Linked DNA regions of Mus musculus: region 1 is linked to region 2. A link is a contact called in public Hi-C data. All regions are on one chromosome and are shown on one strand. Each heading gives the region's core, a stretch centred on a gene start, on an enhancer-like site or on the middle of the called end of the contact. The rest is flanking DNA. Distances are from core to core; before and after follow the strand shown. Region 1 overlaps Niban1 (niban apoptosis regulator 1). Region 2 overlaps Niban1 (niban apoptosis regulator 1).

The links. A called contact is a pair of places that touch in the nucleus more often than the background predicts.
Region 1: a contact with region 2 is called in a Hi-C map of bone marrow-derived macrophages, with 50 read pairs. The contact joins two enhancer-like sites. A contact is called at or near these places in 17 of 484 Hi-C or Micro-C datasets (the AML12 cell line, CD4 T cells, the HL-1 cell line and 9 more) and 3 of 115 datasets of contacts at active chromatin or transcription factors (the HPC-7 cell line, embryonic stem cells and microglia).

The regions. Positions count from the first base shown.
Region 1 is chr1:151,701,442-151,704,393 of GRCm38.p6, forward strand. Niban1 (niban apoptosis regulator 1) reads left to right here. Exons shown (of 14, transcript NM_022018.3): 10 at 2,261-2,422. Among named protein-coding and RNA genes, the nearest start is that of Gm41969, 34 kb to the right of the region's middle. Within about 2 kb of position 1,615, at least 16 of the 459 cell types and tissues checked have an H3K27ac peak or open chromatin away from gene starts, as enhancers often do. A contact at or near this core is called in bone marrow-derived macrophages and microglia, where this site is marked.
Region 2 is chr1:151,593,697-151,596,554 of GRCm38.p6, forward strand. All of the region lies in intron 1 of Niban1 (niban apoptosis regulator 1), which reads left to right. Among named protein-coding and RNA genes, the nearest start is that of Niban1, 24 kb to the left of the region's middle. Within about 2 kb of position 1,400, at least 26 of the 459 cell types and tissues checked have an H3K27ac peak or open chromatin away from gene starts, as enhancers often do. A contact at or near this core is called in bone marrow-derived macrophages and microglia, where this site is marked.

The DNA of each region.
Region 1 (2,952 bases), core at 365-2,864, 110 kb after region 2:
TCTTCTGCTCTGGTGTAGCCTGGCCTGCAATGGCGACTGCCCCCATACATGTGGATATATCCTGGGAGGTTCTGCTCCTCCTAGGACAACAAAGTGACTGCAGAGTTGGGACAATGACTTACCTCTGTGCCTTCAGCCACAGTAAAGGAGACAGACAGATACTAAAGGAAGGTAGACATGCCAGCTTCCATCCTACTTTAGGTACCCGTGGACCTACCTGAGGGGTCAATGCCATTTCAGCAAAAGCAGCTTCTACACGCCTGTTTCAGCAGTTTATACATGCAGATGGTGCAGAATGATCGCACCAGGAATTACCGATTCTATTCCCTTAAACATTTTTCATTTCTGTGTGTTATGAGCTCTTTGGGCTCATTATAAAACATGTGATAGATTGCGGTAAGCCATAGTTTCCCTCCGGTGCTGGGCTCTCATTTCTTAATGTGCATATTCACATGTATGATTGTACAAAACCAAGATCATTTAATAAATGTTTTGATGCTTCTTATTACATCTCTGTGTTCATGTGTGTGTGCACATGTTTATATGGGGGTGTGTGCATGTGTGGTTTGTGTATGTGTGGGGTTGGGGCATGTATGTGTATGTATGTGTGGGGTTTAGGGCATGTATATTTATGTGTATGCATATGCAGACACTTGTGTATGTGTGTATGTATGTATGTATGTATGTATACACATGTGTCTTTTACCTTGCCTTTCTTCCTCTTTGTTTTCTGGCAACACTCTCTTCTCCGCAAATAACCATTATCACCAATTTGGCTTGTGCTATGCTGCGCTTTCCCTCTCTTAGGAGATATATAAAACACACACATTTCACAGCTGTTGTCTTCCATTGCTTGCTTTTAGAAAAATATAGTTATTTTATATACCATGATGTTTATCAGATTTCTTCCTCACAATGATTTCATGAAACTGTCTCCAAGGTAACTGTCCTAGTTCTAAATCACTTTGTGTAATGACAGCATAATATTTCATGTTTAGAAATGCTGTGATTTATTCAGCCATCCTAACATTGCTGACAGCATGAGCAGAGTCATAATAAATAACCTCGTACCTACATTTTACTGTATTATTGATACATGTGTATGTGTATACACGCACAGTCCTTACATCTTGATGCTTTTATTTCAGTGGGATAGAGTCCTAGGTTAAAAGATATATTTCTATGTTAACATATGTTTCAGTTAAAGTTTAAAGGAATTTTAAATTTTGCATTATACTGATTTGTTTGTGGCAGGGAGCCTTCTCCCCATGTTACCCTCTGTGATGGTGGCTGTCACTTATTTAAACCTCAACAATCTGATGAAGGTGAAGCAAGCTTTCCTCTCTTGCCTATTCAATGAATTATTTCTAAGTAATACATTCCTGGCTCAGCAGTTAAGTCTACCTGCTGCTCTTCCAGAGGACACAAATTTGATTCCCAGCTCCAGGTCAGGGGCCTCAGGACCAACTGTAACAACCCCCTCCCCCTCAGGGGATCCAACGCCCTCTTCTGGCCCTCATGTGTACTACATTCACATGCTGTACTCTTAACACACAGAGATACTCAGTATTAAAAAGAAACCTTTGAAAAAGGAAGTGATACTATGTACAATTGTAGGATGAAAGCAACTGCAACAATGTTTCCTTTCTCCCTGTTTAGTCTTTAGTTCCTCTTCAGCAGACCTCTCCATTGCTTACTTCTTAAAGTGAATACTTTCCCCTTTTCAAGCACAATGGGATGGGCCCTTGGAAAATTCATGCCAGATACATGTCAGACAGATTCATGTCAGATACAGATATGTCCTGTGTCACTCACACCTACCTGCCTTGTGCACAGCTTCTCTTGAGAGCTTTCATTATCAGCAATTTTTTTCCTGTCTTTACCCATTCTCCTGTCTAAGCTTACAGTGTGCGAAACCATTTGCAACTAAGCTTAGAATATGAAACAAGTTTCTACCCCTTGGAGAACCTTTTGCAGGCTCACGGACTGAGCAGCAGTTCTCACAGCCTGTCTAGCTGGTCCTTGACCTCAGGAAGCAGGGACTTACAGGCTACTGAGGACTTAAGGAGCTGGGAGCCCCGGCTTGAGCTGCCCCAGAGAACCACAGAAAGAAGACATTGAAGATGCCTCGGATAAAGTGGTCCAAGCAGTAATTAATACTCATAGCGTACACTTGATTGTTTCACAACACTAGTATGTCATATGGAGAAAAGATCCCTAAGTCTAAGGCAGTTTGCTTTTCTTCTCTACCAAAATGCAGGGCCTACAGCAGCTAATGAAGCTTCCTCTGGATTCTGTGAAGATGGAGCCTTGCTATACTAAAGTCACCCTGCTTCCAGAGCGCCTGCTGGACCTCCAGAGCCGCTTCAGGTTCCCTCACGTTGACCTGGTGGTCCAGAGGACTCAGAACTACATGCAAGAGGTGGGAGCAGAGTCCAGGGAGGGTGAGGCTGAGGAAGAGGCTGAGGCAAGAAAGGAGGGAAGAGAGAGGGCGAGAAGGATAAATGCATGCTGGTGGGTGTGTCCATGGTGCTCTTCAGCTCAGGAAAGTGAGGCGGGAGTCAGGTTGACAGAGGACACACACTGTTCTTCAAGCTGGCTTTATCTCGCCTTAGAAAATAAGAGTCTGGGAAGATAAGGTAGCATTAACTAGTAATTATCTGATGGTTGAGTCAGGGCTGCAAACTTTGGCTACAGATGAGAAACACATGGGGAAAATTTAAAAACTACTAATGTGCTACCCCACTCCAGGTGAGTGAGTGTGTGTGTGTGTGTGTGTGTGTGTGTGTGTGTGTGTGTGTGTGTGATATCTGAAATTCTCAGCATACTCTAGCCCTATTCCGGTGTTTCTAATCTGCAACCAGGATCTAGAGACAATGGTTGAATTCTCCACCTTGTTATAAGAGAACCCATGACAGTTTCATATTGGATTTTTATTTTTTTAAATTTATT
Region 2 (2,858 bases), core at 150-2,649:
TAAATCACCCCATGGAGCAGAAAGGAAAATACAAAAGGAAAAAGTGAATTACCCAAGAGTGATTACCAGCCACCATTTGATAATATTGTTAAGTAATTTCTTTTCCTTCCCTCTCTTCTTCTGTTTCATATGCATTTCCTTATTCCCACAGTATAAAATAAAATTTTAGATCATAGTTTATATTCATATCTATATACACCATAGCTATATGACATATGAGTTCCTTACTGATGACTCCTCTTCTAATGCTTGTCTGATACCAGGTTTCTCTGTGTAGCCCTGGTTGTCCTGGAACTCTCTGTAGATCAGGCTGGCCTCCAGCTCAGCGATCTGCCTGCCTCTGCCTCCTGAGCGCTGAGATTAAAAGGGCTGCGCCCCCACTGCCAGGCTTTGTTATACACACACACACACACACACACACACACACACACACATATATATTAAGGTGGGGTCTTTCTATAGCCATGGCTGTTATTTTAAGTTATGCATATGCATGTGTGTCTGAGTGTGGGTTTCTGCCTTTGAGTGTACAGTGCTGTAGAAGTTAGATCCCCAAGGAGCCAGAGCTGCAGGCAGTTGTGAGTGACTTCACCCAGTGTTGGGACCTGAACTCTGGCTCTCTTCAAGAGCAGTGATAGCTTTTAACTGCTGAAGCATCTATCTCTTCAGCCTCAGAATGCCTAAGCATTACTGGCCAAGGAGAAAGCTAGTGTGCATATACCCTATAATTTGGTTAACCATTGTTCTCTTGTTGGACATTCAGAACATTTTCAATATTGTAAACAGTTTTATTTTAGTTTTGAGAGACAGAGTCTCACTCTTGGTTCAAGCTGGCCCAGAGCTCACTGTGTAGCCCAGGCTGATCTTGGACTCCCGGCTGTTTTCCCTGACTCAAACTCTGAGTGCCAGAGTTACAGGCCTGGTCATGTACTGTGGGAGGCCAGAGGACTACCTTAAACAGAGTTCCTCAGATTCTGTCCACCATTTTTCTGTGTTTGGCAAGGTTTCTCACTGGTCTGCAGCTGGGGTAGGTGCTTGATGACCAATGAGCCCCAGGGACCTACCCCCCGCCCCCCAGGCTGGGGTTATGGGATTGTGCCCTATGCTTTGTTGGTTTGTTGTTGTTTTTTGTCTATTTTACATGGGATCTGGGGAATCCACTTCAGCTCCTTCTGTTTGCAGAGCAAGCACTTTGCTGACTGAGCCATCTCCCCAGGACATTTGTGAAAATGGCCTATGGTCCTAAGAGATCATGGTAGAGGAGTAAGCATCACCTGCTTGCCCTTTTGGGAGGGAACTTAAAGGTCACTAAAAGTTGCTCCATTCGTGAATGCTCTTAGCAAAGGCACGAGCAGTTTCCCATGTCCCCAGTAGTAGGAACACACATCTCCTGAAGCCAGTCAATCCATATTTAGGAAGTTATTTTGTCAGTGAGTTCTGCCAGGGCTGAATTCTTCTTAGTTCCCACTCTTGTCACTTGTCTCAGACTTGGTTCCTGTGCCAAGTCTTCTGAAACCCTGTTTTGCCCAGGCTCGGCTGCTCTCGTCATTAGCCCCTAATCAGTACCTAATAAGTAAGAAGATAGCCCAAATGGCCACAATCTGTAATTCAAATTTAAGTCTACATGGTTTCTGGTAAAAAGCAGGCCTTTTTGTTTTATTACTGTGGTAAAACATAACACGGCTCAGTATTTTTTATATTAATGATCTGTATGTGTACAATTCAGTGGTATTCAATGAATTCATAACATTGTAAAAGGATTTATAGTGTCTACACCCACCTTTTCGTCAGGCTTGTCTTTGCCCGTTTTCTGTTGCTATAACAAAATACTCGAGGCCACACAGTGTATAAAGAAAAGAGATTTATGGAGCTCACAGTGTTGGAAAGTCCAAATTTAGGGAGCCACATCTGTTTGGCCTTTGGTAAGGGCCTCAAGCTGGATGGCACCACAGTAGCCGGAGCACATGCAGACCGAGCAACCTATTTAGCCGAATAGGAAGCCAGAGAGCCTGGGAGGCCGGGCAGGGTTCTTCTTTTATAAGAACCCTCTCTACTGGAACTCATTGCAATCCCTTAAATGCCCCATTAATCCTTTCTGAGGCTGGTAACCCTAGTCACCTAATTACCTCGTGTTAGACTCCTCCTTCTAAAGGTTCCACTGCCTCTGACACTGCCACAGTGGGGACCAAATTCTTAACCTATGAGCCTTTGGGGACACATTCAAATCATAGCAATCCATAAATCCAAACTCTAGAGTTAGTAAATCATAACTTCCTAGTAGTCTCTCTTACAAATTTCACGGGAGTTTGCCTGTTCGTAGTGGAAGACGTTGGTGCTTTTCCTATGGTGTCCAAAGGCAGACCTCTGTATCCTGCAACGAGCTTTGCCCTCTGTCACTATGTGCTTTGTCTACCTAACCCTCCTAAACAAGCAGGGCTCCAAAGGTTGCCACACTTTAACGGAGATCTCAGGGGTTTTGATTGTTTAGTCAAAGAATCCAGCAGACAGGGCGAGACAATGTATCCACCCTTTCCACTCTCTATTCCTTTTAGGCAATTTCTTCTTCTGTTCCTTCTCCCAGATTCCTTTAAAAGAAGACCCGAGAGTAGAGAGTCTGCTCCTCCCCTCCCAGTAGCAGGCACTCTGGTCCCCATGCTGTTTGTAAGCTACATGTCTCTGTTATTTCTCTAATAAATTTGATAGCAACTGTTAGCTTAGAAAGAATGATCTATTTCTTTAAATCCTGAAATTTCAAACCACGTATTAGCACCGATTCCTTAATCTTTCCGGGCATTAAAAATAAGCTCAAGGTTTAAGTACATTATGTGTAGCTCTCCATTTGCCCTTTTTCATCTGTT